Linked DNA regions of Mus musculus: region 2 is linked to region 1. A link is a contact called in public Hi-C data. All regions are on one chromosome and are shown on one strand. The core of a region is the stretch at or near the end of the contact, and the rest is flanking DNA. Distances in the headings are between cores, read along the strand shown. Region 1 has its middle 22 kb from the start of Gm33317. Region 2 overlaps Mef2c (myocyte enhancer factor 2C).

Region 1 (6,939 bases), core at 1,378-3,877:
TTTTCTTTATAAATTCTTCTATTGTTTCCAGTTTCTGGCTATTGTGGGAGAAAAAAAAAAAGCTGCTGGGAACATAGTGGAACATGTATATATGAGATGGTGGAGCATCTTTAAGGTAGATGCCCAGGGCAGGTATAGCTAGATCTTGAGATAGAATTATTCTCAGTTTTCTAAGAAACTTCTAATTTATTTCCAAAGATATTGCCCAAGTTTGCACTCCCACTAGAAATGGAGGAGTGTTCCCTCGCCAGCATGTGCTTTCACTTGAGTTTTTTTTATCTTAGCCATTCTGACAAGAGTAAGAATGAATCTCAGAGTCATTTTGACTTGCAGAGAAATCTTATTTTTTAAACTGTTTGCAAGATAACATTTCTGATGTTCACAAAACTCCATGAGGGACACCTTATCCATCCTCAGTTATAAAGAGTAATTGTGGGAGCAATTAAATTCAAAATATTTATTGAGGAATTTGGTTATTAAAACATACACTGAGACACATTTCTTTTAAAATTAAATATATGAGTAATAGTTGATTTTCTCACTCTCTGCTTTTGTGTATCACTATTGACATATGTATTTAGTGGCATATACTATCAACAAATGAATTGACACAAAGGAGATACTGATGGAGGAAATGTCAGGGTTTTGGCAGATTTTGTGCTTCTGGAATTGAAAACAATACCAACAAAAAGATTGGAGCCTAGAACAGCACAAATATTGTAAATTAAGTATTACCACCCAAATTCAAATATATTTCCATTGCAACAGTCTTGTCAATATGGTCCTGATAATACTTTACAAAATTAAAATCTGAGGAACTTTCGTGAAATAAAAGTTAGTAAGAAAATGAGAGTTTATGCATGTTTTCAGGCCTGAATACTCTCCTTTACTGGTATAGAGTTTGGTTTTTAAATTTACTTTGAGTCTTTGTTATTAGATGCTATGTATTTTTTAAAGCAGTAGCTGTAGTCAGAAGATCTGAACACTATATGTGAAATCTCTTCCTTCTCTTCTGCTAACTACATAAAAATAAAGATGATAGCTCTTGCAGCCTTGTGGTGTGGTTGACATTGAAAAAGACAGGTGTTACAGGTTATCACAATTATATTGACTCTCATTTTATTTCCATTAGTTACTTTTGTTAACTTACCAATTATGCATTGTTACCTTGACCCATTTTTGAGATGTCTCAATGGATCTGAAAGGCAGTAATTTGGGACCTAAAATTCGAGCTTTCAATTGCTATATTTTTAGAAAACCTTAAAGGTGCACAGGAAATTATGAATCTGGATGAGACAACACAGAGCTGTTCTGTAAAAGCATACAATAATTCCATTCACAATCCCTTTCCTTCTGATGTTTCTGAAAGCTAATGTCTTTAAATAATTGCTTGCTCACAGCCATTGGATTAATTTTTTATGAGTGAGTTTTCAAACTGTCCCTCTGCTAGACATAAGAATGAAAATATTTAAAATCAGGTATGCTGACTTGACAATATAAATGTGCACTTTTCTTATAATTCCCAGTGCAAAGGTTTTAGACATTGTACATGGTATTCCGATTCCTACAAGAAATATTTGAAATTCAGGAATCATGAACTATGCCTGAGTTCTTGGAAACTATGTGTCTGCTTTGGAGGCTGTTGGCTCCTGTGAATGGAAAAAAGTGCCACTGAGAATTTCAACCAACACGAAGCAACTGTTCCCAAGAATGTGGCTTAAGATTTTCAAAGAGAAGCCAGACAGTTAATGCATGCAGCTGTACTAGATGGTGACCGTGAGTGAGAATAGATGAATCAAGCAACACATGCTGTACCATGGGGCAGGTTCAACTTCTCCAGAATAACTAGAGTTCTTTATTTTTATCTGAACTGTGCTCATATTTCAAAAGAAACAAAGTCAAATACAGACAGAGAGTAGATTCTCTAAATCAGCACTGGTAAATAAAATGGTAGACAAGCTACTGTCCAAAAATCAAAGAAATTACAGATTCTCAAAGTTACCCTGACAACAAGAGATACCTAAATCTTGCATGTTCTTTTGAGGATGGCACATATGACAATTTTAAATCACACTAAAATTCAACTACAAAATTCTTCCAGAATAAATTAGCTTCCAAAAATCAAACAGTTTCAGAGAGCCTATAAAAAAAAAAGATAAGTGTGAAATGTAGGCCTTCTGTGGAATCACCAAGATCTCATAGCTCTTTATTCTTTCTCTAAAAAGTTTCTCTTGTAAAATATAATTTAGAGAATGCACAGAAAATAAATTTAGGATGGGCCAAACAGTTATGAGGCCCGAAGCTCCAATGACAACTTCAAGAATAAACACTTAATCAGCTTCAACCTATCTTCTTTTGGTGAGCAGACCTCATCATTTTTGTAAGGCGATGAATTTTGACTAATGTCATTGTGAATTGCTTATACAAATTAAATGTGCTACTTCTATAGGATACTTTGGGTCAGCAGCAGATGTTGGTGAATTCCTACAGAAATGCATGCCCAAAGAACGTTGGGTTTCTTTTTTTTTTTTTTAAATGGCAGAAATCTGCTAGCTATTCCTGCCTTATCTACAACAGCTGAGCAATCTCTCAGTGCCTCGCGGAGACGGGAAACTTGGCTCAGATAGAGCGTGGACAAGCTTGCCTTAATCACATTGCTCTTTTACATGTGCAGAAGGACATCAACATTGACAGTGCAGAGGAAAGCAGCCATTTGCTGAAAACAACTGTCAACGTTGTCAAGATTTTGGAACCTCTTATAATGTGATTTGTATGACAAATCTTGTGGTATTTTGTTTGTCAGCAACAGTCGTGAATTTCCATGTATCTGGGAAGGAAGGGAAACTGTGCCGAAGTGGAGCGGTTTCTTTACACAGGCTGCACCGAAGGAAAACAGTTATTAATTTCAAACTGACACATTTCTACTAGAACTAGAATTTTTTTCAAGTAAAAATCCATTTCATACACCATACAAATGTGTGCCCCCCACATTTTGGCTCAAATCTTGAAAAATTACACTCATCTTTCAAGTTTCCTTTGTTGCTTTTTAAATTTCAAAGCTGTTACTATAGAAATATTAATATTTCCTGAGTCAAAACTGTAGTACTAATGAGAGGTGTTCTCAGTGAAATAATAGGTTCATTTGTTTCCCCAAGAATGGAGTTGTATTTCCATAGAGCTCATAGAAGTGGCTTTAATAAATTATCCCTAAGTTACTGCACATGAGTGCTGTTGAGCAATGTTCCTTTCAAGTGAGAAGCACAGATACTCTCAGGCGTGTCTTTTTCATTGTGTCCTGGTTCCTACTTTAAGATACTTCTCTTATACAACTATTCCTTAATATGGTTTCTTCCTATGTCCTCAGCCAAAGGTCTCAACTCATGAGTGGAGTCCTTTTGAATATGTTTATATCACAGCCCACAAATATTCCTTCTGTGCAAATGACAAAATGCCCTTGAATACTTGACACCAAATAGGAATCCAGCCAAAAACGTCTCAGGTTCACTTCTACCACATTTGTGGCTCCTAGAGCAGACTTGCCAATGTCTAATGAAAAGACTCTGTCTTAGAGTTCTCTATCCATGAGGATCTAGTTCGAGAACGCTCTGCTCTGAATCTCAAACCTCGGCTCCACATAACATCTAGAATACCTTCATAAATTCTACTGTTAATGTTTGGTATGGATTGATGCTTTATTAATGGAATTGAACATGATCAATAAAATGGAGAGGCACCCTTACCATGGATGTTCAAATACTTTGCTTCAAACTTTTAGCACACAGATCTTCCTTTGAAGATCTTTTTATTTACTTGTTTTCTGAAAAAGAAGAGATGGCATACTCCATGTAGCTATATAAATCAAATGCAACCTCTAAATGCAAAATGCAAAAGTCATTTTAATTCTCCTGGTAACCATGTTGAAAAGTAAATGGAAGCAGATGAAATTAATTTCAGCAAAGTATCTTATTTAACCCAACGTATCCATAATGTAATTAGTTTTAAAATGTAGTAATGGCATAGTTTACATTCCTTTTATTTGCATTATATCTTTGAGATCTGCTGTGGTTTTCACACTTGCAGCACACTGCAAATAGGACTAGGAACATTTCCAGCACTTAATAGCCTGATGTGGCTAGTTGCTGCTGACCTGAACGATAGAGTCCCAGGGATCAGAACTCCAGAGCCACTTTGTCTACTTTTGAGACTCATTTTTCCCTAAGACAAGTATTGAAATAATTCCTGTCCCATTTGAACTGCAGCTTGTTTCACGTGGAAAATTCATGAAGAAGTTGTTTGAAGCTTAGGATGTTCTCTGACGTTTCATTCTTCTTTTTGTTCCTAATTCCTCTTTCATTCTTCAAAATTCTTTGCATTTTTTTCAAAAGATTAAAATTGTCAAAACTTGTGAAAACTCTGTATAAGAAAATATGATGTAGTTTATGGCGAGAAGAAAAAAAAAAAAACTATTGTCAAATGCTTGCAGTCTTTTCTTCCTCTGCCTGACAGTTGACCTGGATAAACCCTAGGCAAGGTATCAGCAGCCTGCCTTTTCTCAGATTATTTCTTAAGGACACTTGTCTTCTGTAGCTTTGGTCTCCCATCCTCTAGCTATCCTAGAGTAGTTTAAGATTAGTGTATAGTTATGTTTAATGGATACATATAAATAAGAAAGAAAGATCTCTGTACCGTGGTTTAAATAGCTGGCTTATTATTTTTTTTAAAAAAAAAAGCTGACAAAACATGTCTATACCTTTCAGTAGGTATATTTTCAGTACACTGTAAATGTGCTAGTGGGGAGAACACACATGAATCTCGGCTACACATAATCTTATAAACACATGCCTAAGCCTCTTTTTCTCCCTGTGCTTTTCAAAAAAAAAAATCTCTTGCTAATACTTTCAGCTAATTACTTGCTAATAGGTAGGAAATTCTAATTCTACAAGCATGATTATTCAAAGTCCTCATTGCTATCCAGTGATTCTGACTCCTTTCTCCTTTCTGTCTATTCTTCCCTGCCCCCTTTCCTTTCTATTTCCCCCCTTTCTCTTTTTTCCCTCCACCTCTTCACCCAGTGAGCTTTCAGGCTAAGCTGATCTGTACCCAGCCTTCCTTCCTCTGGCCTTTCTTTCATATTCTCCTTGTAGTCACTGTGTGGCTGGTTTTCCGGTGATTGTGGCAAAATCACCGTGGACTTTTTGTTTACCCACAGTTCTTCTATGTGAGTGTCTCCTCCTGACACTTACATAACTTATACATGATCCTTACATAATTTAAAAGAAAAGTTAGGACATATGCAAAAATATATTGCCATAAAGTATCTTGTAAATTAATGTAGCAGAATCTACATTTACCACTGGCTACCCAACTCACTTACTATCTTGGCAAAAGAGCAATCTATTTGAAAGGATTGCTAAATGTCATGGTGTTTTTAAAATGCTTTTGAATACATTCTTAATCACCATTTCCAGTGGTGTGTCTACATCCCAGCTGCAGCCTTGCTGATTAGAACATCAATACCAATTGATTTTGGAGCACGCACTTGCGATGTCTATTGTATCTCATTGTACACTGTACACTATTGGTATTAGGCTGAAGCTAAGAGGGAAAAAATTGTGTGTACAGAACACAGGGGTCCCTGAGTGTTTCCTAATTCCCAGGAGAAGTTAGGAATCAGGTACTCAGCGTCAGACTAAACAGTTTCTTACAGTTAATGTGCTTGGTGGCCACAGTCTCAAATAATTCTCACGTCCAGAGCCAGGGTTATTCAGCTGTATAATAAGCCCTAAAGTCTCTCCTTCAAAAAGGATGCAGGATTCATGGCTTTAATTTTGCCACTGATAATGTGAAAAGTATAGCTTGTATATGACTGAGCAAGTGTTCACTCCCTGTTCCTACTCTAATGAAATTCTAATTGTTTCAAAAGTTTAGGAAGGATAAAATGGTTAATCTCCATGATGACAAAAGGAAGCCAGGAAAATAAAGTGACACACTTGAATGAACTGTGAGGAAATAAAGTGCACAACATGCGATAATGCCATGACTCCGTGTTATTTCGCATTTCTGGGCTGAAAAGATATGGCTTGATGGGTAATTTGTCATGCTGTGCAATAGAGAACAACAGTAAAGAGACTTCAGACAGAAGAAAATTACACAAATGGTAGGGTGGAAAGGTATAATTGAAGATGGCAAAAGATTGAAAGAAAGACATTTAAAATTACTGTACTGACCTACTAAATGCACTTGGGCGTGGAATCCTGGCCTCACAAGAAGAGGCATTAAATGACTGCGGGCTGTGACACGACTGCGGAGTAATGCCAATCTCCTGAGTTTACAGAGAAGAAAAACACCATGCACAGCCTGCTGGAACAGCCATAACCTGCTTCCTTAAAGAGAGCTGCCTGGGATGCAAGTGAACTATGCTAGGGAAAGTTTCCTGAACAAGCCTGCTTGTCTCTTTAAATTACAAATGCAGCTAGTCCATTGAGGGCTTAACTAACTCCTTAATTTTTCTTAAGTCAATAAACTTCTACCCAGTAGAACTACAAGACCACTGTAATACTTTCTGAAAATAAATCCATGCAAAGAAAATTTCTTCCACATCAAGTTAAGTTTCATTCGAAGGACTGAAGGGTTGCAGAGGGTAACATGACACTGTACCTGTGTGGATAGTTTTATGTCAACTTGACACAAGCTCGAGTTACCTGAAAGGAAGGATTCTCAATTGAGAAAATGCTTACATATGATCCAGCTGTAAGGTCTTTTCTCAATCAATGGTTGATAAGAAAGGGCCCAGCCTATTGTGGGGCCACCCCTAGGCAGGTAGCCCTGGTTTTCATAAGGGAGCAGGCTGAGTAAAGCATGGAGAGCAAGCCAATAAGTAGCATCCCTCCTTGGCCTCTGCATCAGCTCCTGGATCCAGGTTTGTGCCTTATTTGAGTT
Region 2 (6,939 bases), core at 1,682-4,181, 170 kb after region 1:
GGAGAAGACTGAAGAGCAAAATGTACGTGCAGTTTTTCCTCCTCCTGCCCGCCCGCCCTAGAAATTACAGCCTTGGTGCCTTGCCCCTTCTTCATCTGAGGACACACAGACACACAGAATCAAACCCAAACCAAAGAACTGGAAGAGTGAGTCACTCCAGCCAGCCTCTGCCAAACTCGTCAATTAAGTGCAGGATCAGTTATGCACTTTTCTTAGATCCTGAACTGGCTGTCTGAATCTCTTCCGGAGGGTGGAGGAGGGGGAGAAAATAATAATAATAATAACAAATGATGATAATAATAATAAATTTTAAAAACATATGATATGCAGATTTCTGATCAAGTTAAAGATTTGCTTTCTTCTTATAAAAATAAAAAGTTTGTAATATCCTTTTGGAGGTATATGAAACAATTAACTGGCAAGCTGCCTTTCCCACAGAAGTTAAATCAGTCAGCCTTCATGTGTTGATTTGTATGACTCACAGCTAGGCGTATCCTTTTATCTTCATATGAGCTGTTCTTTAAAAACATGCACACGCCTCGATTTCTCCCTGAGTTTTGTCATCTCTTGTGTTAACAGGGAATGGATACGGCAACCCCCGGAACTCACCAGGCCTGCTGGTCTCACCTGGTAACCTGAACAAGAATATACAAGCCAAATCTCCTCCCCCTATGAATCTAGGAATGAATAATCGTAAGCCAGATCTCCGCGTTCTTATCCCACCTGGCAGCAAGAACACGATGCCATCAGTGGTAATGCACAGCTCTGTTCTTAATACATGTTGATGATATCTTATCTGTATCTACTAATTGTCTAGATAGGAATTTCTTAGGACATCCCAGACGATTAACACTGACTGAGGATGTTTTAATCGTATTGATGGGGTTGTAGTCACTGATTTTGCATTTTCCTTTCCTATATTAAAAAATTCCAATAAACCCTTCTTCTGGATAGTCTTTCTAGAATAAGAAAAAACATTCCTTCGTAAGACTGTCCGTTTATACTTAGAAAAATAATTCTAACCCTGATCAAATCATATTCCATAGGAATTCCATACTTATGTGGGGTATTTCATGAGAGAATTTTTACATTATTGAGCTACTTATGTTCTCAGAATGCTGACTGACAGTGAAAAATACTTTCACTGATTCCTCAATGAGGTTTCTTACATTAATTGGGAATACTTTCTTACATATCACTTCTTTAATATCTAATATATCATATGCCTTTGCATTGTCTCAGTTAATCTTTGCCTATTGTAGTTTATGAAAATATCTAACTCTCAGAACCCAAGAAATTTTGAGAACCAATGTTACATTTTAAACCAAAATAAGTAGTAGAAGCTTTTAAGTGAAAATATAGACATATGAAATGTAAACTTAAGCATATATAAAATCTCATGCTGTATCATTTTCTTGCTCTGAGACTTGTGCATAAGATGAAAAGAATATTGTGGTATCAAGCCCAAAAACAAAGATAGGTAGTAGGTAGGTACAATGATAGAAGATAGATAGATAGATAGATAGATAGATAGATAGATAGATAGATCAATAGATGACAGAGTGTTCTCCAAATCAGCAAAACTTAACAATGAGAACATATATAGCAAAGACTTAGCAGATAGATTTAAATTACCCCACAAACATTTCCTTCTGTTTTGCTTTGTTTTAGAATTCTCTGTTCTGTGCCATGCCTAGGAGTGAAATAGTCCTGTGAACTGATTGTTTATTATATATTCATTTTGTGCATTTAGCTAAAATCAAATAACATGTGACATTTCCTTTAGAAAAGCCTGAGTCTAAGAAATAAAACCTCCCACAGTGATGCTGTGAGTGTGGGTCAGGCAGGGCACACAGTGTCTCTCATCACATTTATCCCATATCCCTTAAAACTGACACATTCCCATGGATCAGCCCCCCCTTTCTCTCTCTCTTCTCTCTCTTTCTCTCTCTCTCTCTCTCTCTCTCTCTCTCTCTCTCTCTCTCTCTCTCTCTCTCTCGCTCTCTCTCTCTCTCGCTCTCACTCTCGTCATGTATGACTCCCTTTTCCTCTAGCAAGTAGGGTTTAAAGTAGATTCCTATTATCTTTTTATCAAAGTATGGGGCACAACAGTAAACAGAGAGACAATGACCTGTGCTGCAAACAAGATAGACAGTCTTCAGGTTTGAGACAAGGAACACCTCACTAAGAGAAACAAAGAATGTCTTTGTTAAGGAGTTGTCTTTGGCATCCCGTGTGCCAAGCTGTTTAAACTGTTGCGTCTATCAGAAGATGCATCTCCTTTTGCTAGAAAGATTTTCACAGTTATAAATATTTACAGACACTAATTAATAAACTCCTTCCCTCCTTCCCCATGCTCTCAGTCTGAGGATGTGGATCTGCTGTTGGTAAGTGGGAAGGACTCGTCCCTTGAAGGGCATGCTCGGGAAGATAACAGAACTACCTCAGTGAAAGGTGCTAGCTGTGATCAAACAGAAAGATTTTAAAACTTACCTCAATAAATGAGGGTACTGATTATGCTTAAACACCATTAATTTCTAGGATCATTGACAGCCTGTGGAAAGCATAGCTGGTTTTTGTAGGCCTTTTTCCTCTGTCCCCACCTTTTACCTAAAGACCATGTTTTAAATATTAAGACTGAACTTACTCTAAAATAGAAACACAAAAATGCATCTTTAGCTATTAAATAGTAAGACACTTATTCTTTCAAAATTTAAAATACCAGGATTTTGAGCGTAAGCATCCTTTACCTCCTGGCTATTAGGAGTTAAATACTGGCATTAGCTACTTTGCCATCCTTTTGCAAGGAAGTCGAAGCAGAAGAAAGTGGTCATAGCGCCACCTGCTGGCCATAACATAGCCTGAATCATATCTATCAGCTCTGCTGTACATAGAACTGATCACAAAACCCACTATGGTTGATTTTAATTTTTTAATTTGCATTTGAATAAAACTGAAACAATAGCAGTACAGTATACATATTTCATCAGTTCTCAACGTAGTCTGTTTTTACCCATAATAAAGCTATGGTACTTGTTACTAGTTCAGTTGCCTAGGAGATACTGATGTAATGGGTTACTATGGCAACAGCTGGTCTCTTGAAGGATTGTAAATGATAGGGTTGGCAGAGTTCATAGAGACACATGTTAAATGATTAATTTCATGAGCTTTGTACCAACTTATTTCTTTATGTGAAAAACTAATAGTGAGACCTAATATTTTTAACTTTTTAAAATCTGCCACCAATAATGTCTTTTTATTTACTTTAAAAGAATCAAAGGATAAATAACTCCCAGTCGGCTCAGTCATTGGCTACCCCGGTGGTTTCCGTAGCAACTCCTACTTTACCAGGACAAGGAATGGGAGGATATCCATCAGCCATTTCAACAACATATGGTACTGGTGAGTAGCTTTGCTATGTGCAAATATTACAGTAAACACTTTAAAAAGCATATTTTAAAAGTTATTTTCTTTGCCCTGTTGGGAGCTCGTGTGGGGCCTGTGTCCAGAATGCATGGTACAAGCACCTCTGTCTTACTCAGTGATCTACAGTGCTCCTTTTTAAGTGATGGGAAGTTTTATTTACTCAAATCGAATTCAATATTTCAAAGAAACTGAGCTACTGTCTCTTTAATGTAGTAGAACACTCACTTTCTTGAAGATTTTTAATGTAAAACCTATTTCTAGATCATAAAATATATAGATCCTTTACACTTTTAAACAAAGCTAGTATAATGTGCTAACATTTCAGGATCTATTACTGTGGATCTAGTGTGACATCCTTACTCAGATGGATAATATTTTTTTTTTCTTTTTAAATTCAAATTATCCGTGGTGTTTTATTTTCTTCTTTTCCTAAATCAAAAAACTTTGATTCAAAGTATGTTTTAGAGGTTGAAACTGTGTGATTTTGCTTACCATTTGACAGTCTAATTGTCTCTCTCTCTCTCTCTCTCCTTGCCGCTCCTTCGCTCCCATCTAGAGTACTCTCTGAGTAGCGCAGATCTGTCATCTCTGTCTGGCTTCAACACTGCCAGTGCGCTCCACCTCGGCTCTGTAACTGGCTGGCAGCAGCAGCACCTACATAACATGCCGCCATCTGCCCTCAGTCAGTTGGGGTAAGCAATAGTTATGTCTTTATTTCATAATCAGAGACTGTATCTTTTACATGATAGAAGTCTGTCTTCAACAATGCGCTTTCATGTCCATTAAAGGGCATAACATTTGATTGCTGGGAAAGCCACTTTCTGATCACATATTTCAAGTAGCTTAAATATTCCTTCCCGTGTTTGTTGGTGAAGGGCGAGTGCTAACAGTTAGGCACATTCTTTATATATAGCCTTTCCTTAATACTCTAGGGTCTGTTTCCTCCTCCTTCTGTCAGTAGTGGAGGTTTGGGTGAGGTTTCTGAAGTTTTTATGGGAAATTGAAAGTATTTATAGTTTTTTTTTTTTTTTTTTTTTTTTTTTTTTTTTTTTTACATTTTTGAGCTGAGGTTCTCATTTAGTACAAACTACATGATTTCCTCTAATATGAGTCTACTGTACATAGAATCAAGTGTTGAATTTCTATTCGGGCGTTAAATGTGTGTAACATATATAATAGCATAGGTTGTCTAGTTATAGCCATTGTGTTAAAATATATGCACAAATACTAATTAGCACATGCAGTACTAATTACTGAATATTGGGCATAAAAATAACTTTTGTTGTTTTCTGGTCAAAGTATGTATCTTTCTGCCCCCTTGTGGTTGCTTTGAGGTATATCTTTGTCATAGATGACTTCTGTCGTTTATCTATAGAGCGGTTTTCAGAAATGCCCTGAATCTACAATTTGCACCCCTTCATATAAGAGTGATACCAGACACCTCACTTTAATTTGAACTAATAATTCCAGAACTCAGCTAATCCTCAAAAGAAAATGGAATATAACTACTTCAAGATAAATTATCATATTTTACCAACATCCTACGTGCTCTCCCCACTTTCAGTTTTCTACTAAGCCACTTTAGTTACCAATTAACTAACTAGTCTTGTATCTGTATGCCTAGGGAGGTAGTGATGCAAACAAGCATCACTAATCATTACTACAACTCGCTGTTCTTGCCCCTTTGTCTCCCCTCTCCCACTGAACATCATTTGGTATGGACAGAACATAGACCAGAGTTCTGAGATACCATTCAGCAGTCAGCACTTGCCACGGCCACCCCATTGACTACTCACTGCCATGGAAAACCTAGCCTTCTGTGTGTGCAATGAAGCAAATCCACATGGCATCATGGTTGTGCTTTCTTGAAAGAGTGTTGACATTGAAGATGTATCAAGGCTTTTAACATATTTTACATTTTACATTTTATACAATGAGTTTCTCTTTTTAAGACATTTAAACTTTCCCTCCAGTGCTAATTATGTAAGTAGATTCTGGCTGCAATAACTTTTTATTTTCTGGAAATTGCCACCAAGTTCGTAATACTATCCACAGGAGTTTACATACGTAGTCACAATATTATACTGACCTACTTCTTGTCAGTAAGAAAAGGAATTGTTCATTTCTCATTTTTCACAAAATTCATCTGTCATAGCACTAAATTCCATCCCCCTGAAAGACATTATCCATATCAAAAAGCCCTATAATCACACCATCCAGGTGGCTCAAGGGCTAACGCTGCTTGTCACCAAACCTCACTTAATAACTATGACAACCTACCTGACTTGGATTGCTGGGATCCACATGGTGGAAGGAGAGGATCGGTTACTATAGGTGTTCATGTACTTGCACTCACATACACAGAATAAACAAATTCACAATAAACATTTAAGTCCCACGCCATTTCATTAGAATGCCACTTTTCTTTTGCTTGTAACACCAGATCATTTTTAGTTATGAGGTTATACACATATCTGTTATTTTGACTATACCCACAATTTAAAAACCTATCACAAGCAGGAAACATAATTTCTACAAGGCTTAAATGAAAAGGGAGTGAGTGGAGACCCCGACTAGAAGAAACTAGAATTGAAGTAGCTGAGGACTCCATTCCTACCATTTCTTTCAGAGCCAACCATCGTGTGCATAGTTTGAGTTTAGTGTACGGTGTGCACTTGATCTTCATCACATCCCTACATCTCAGAAGGAAAGCACTGTTAACACCACCCACCTCTTCTGTCACCATACATGTTCTCCCTAGTTCTCTCTCACGGTGGCTTCTTGAAAGGTGTATTCAGACAAGCTGTCTCATCCCCTTACAAACTGTTTTGTAGAAAGCCCCCACGTTCTAATGTTTCTGTAAAATAAAGTACATAAACTGCTTTAGTTTATGAGAGAATGGATCAGTTACCGTGAAAGGGACTGAATATGTTTCTCAAGTCAAACCACCTCACGGACCTGCGCTGAGTGCCCGTCCTCTGGATAGGAACTGTAGTTTAAGCAAAGAAGGGGAGAGATGTTTAGCTCCACTAAAGTCGGTCCTCCCAGAAGCCTAAAATGGCTACTGTAATTCTCTCTCCAGATTGCAAGAGTAGAATAGAACTCTTCTTTGTCTGCGAAAGACAAGCGCACTTTGTCCTTTAAAAGCACTGCCTTCAAAGCTAGGCTTTCTAAACTATGTAGCATGCATTTTATCCGGTGAGTTTAGATGAGAAGCAATGTTAATTTTGTGTAGAAAGAGACATGCCTGGAGGGGAACTCGACATTTTAGAGGAACAACCCTTGACTTTTAGGTGGTTTTGTTTTGTTTTGTTTTGTTTTGTTTTGTTTTGTTTTGTTTTGTTTTGTTTTGTTTTGTTTTTATTGCTGTCTAGAAAAGGACAACCTGCTTTCTGGACAATATTTTCCAGAAAAGGGACATTTTCTTGTTGTTGATGACAGGACTCAATCCATACTGAGAATGGAGTTGGGGGTGGAGGAGGCATGGAATAAATGTTATTCTTAAAAGGTTAG

Evidence for each region. Hi-C and Micro-C count contacts between places; a contact is called where the count stands out from the background.
Region 2: a contact with region 1 is called in a Hi-C map of forebrain, with 2.5 times the contacts expected there. The contact joins two enhancer-like sites. A contact is called at or near these places in 3 of 484 Hi-C or Micro-C datasets (embryonic stem cells and forebrain), 1 of 115 datasets of contacts at active chromatin or transcription factors (large pre-B cells) and 3 of 9 other capture datasets (adipose tissue, embryonic stem cells and liver).

Annotation. Positions count from the first base shown.
Region 1 is chr13:83,478,859-83,485,797 of GRCm38.p6, forward strand. No RefSeq gene overlaps it. Among named protein-coding and RNA genes, the nearest start is that of Gm33317, 22 kb to the right of the region's middle. Within about 2 kb of position 2,628, at least 12 of the 459 cell types and tissues checked have an H3K27ac peak or open chromatin away from gene starts, as enhancers often do. A contact at or near this core is called in forebrain, where this site is marked.
Region 2 is chr13:83,652,235-83,659,173 of GRCm38.p6, forward strand. It overlaps Mef2c (myocyte enhancer factor 2C), which reads left to right. Exons shown (of 11, transcript NM_001347575.1): 7 at 580-752; 8 at 2,364-2,387; 9 at 3,273-3,402; 10 at 3,983-4,118. Gm52044 (a long non-coding RNA gene) reads right to left here. Exons shown (of 3, transcript XR_003950630.1): 3 at 1-6,283. Among named protein-coding and RNA genes, the nearest start is that of Gm52044, 6.6 kb to the right of the region's middle. Within about 2 kb of position 2,932, at least 40 of the 459 cell types and tissues checked have an H3K27ac peak or open chromatin away from gene starts, as enhancers often do. A contact at or near this core is called in forebrain, where this site is marked.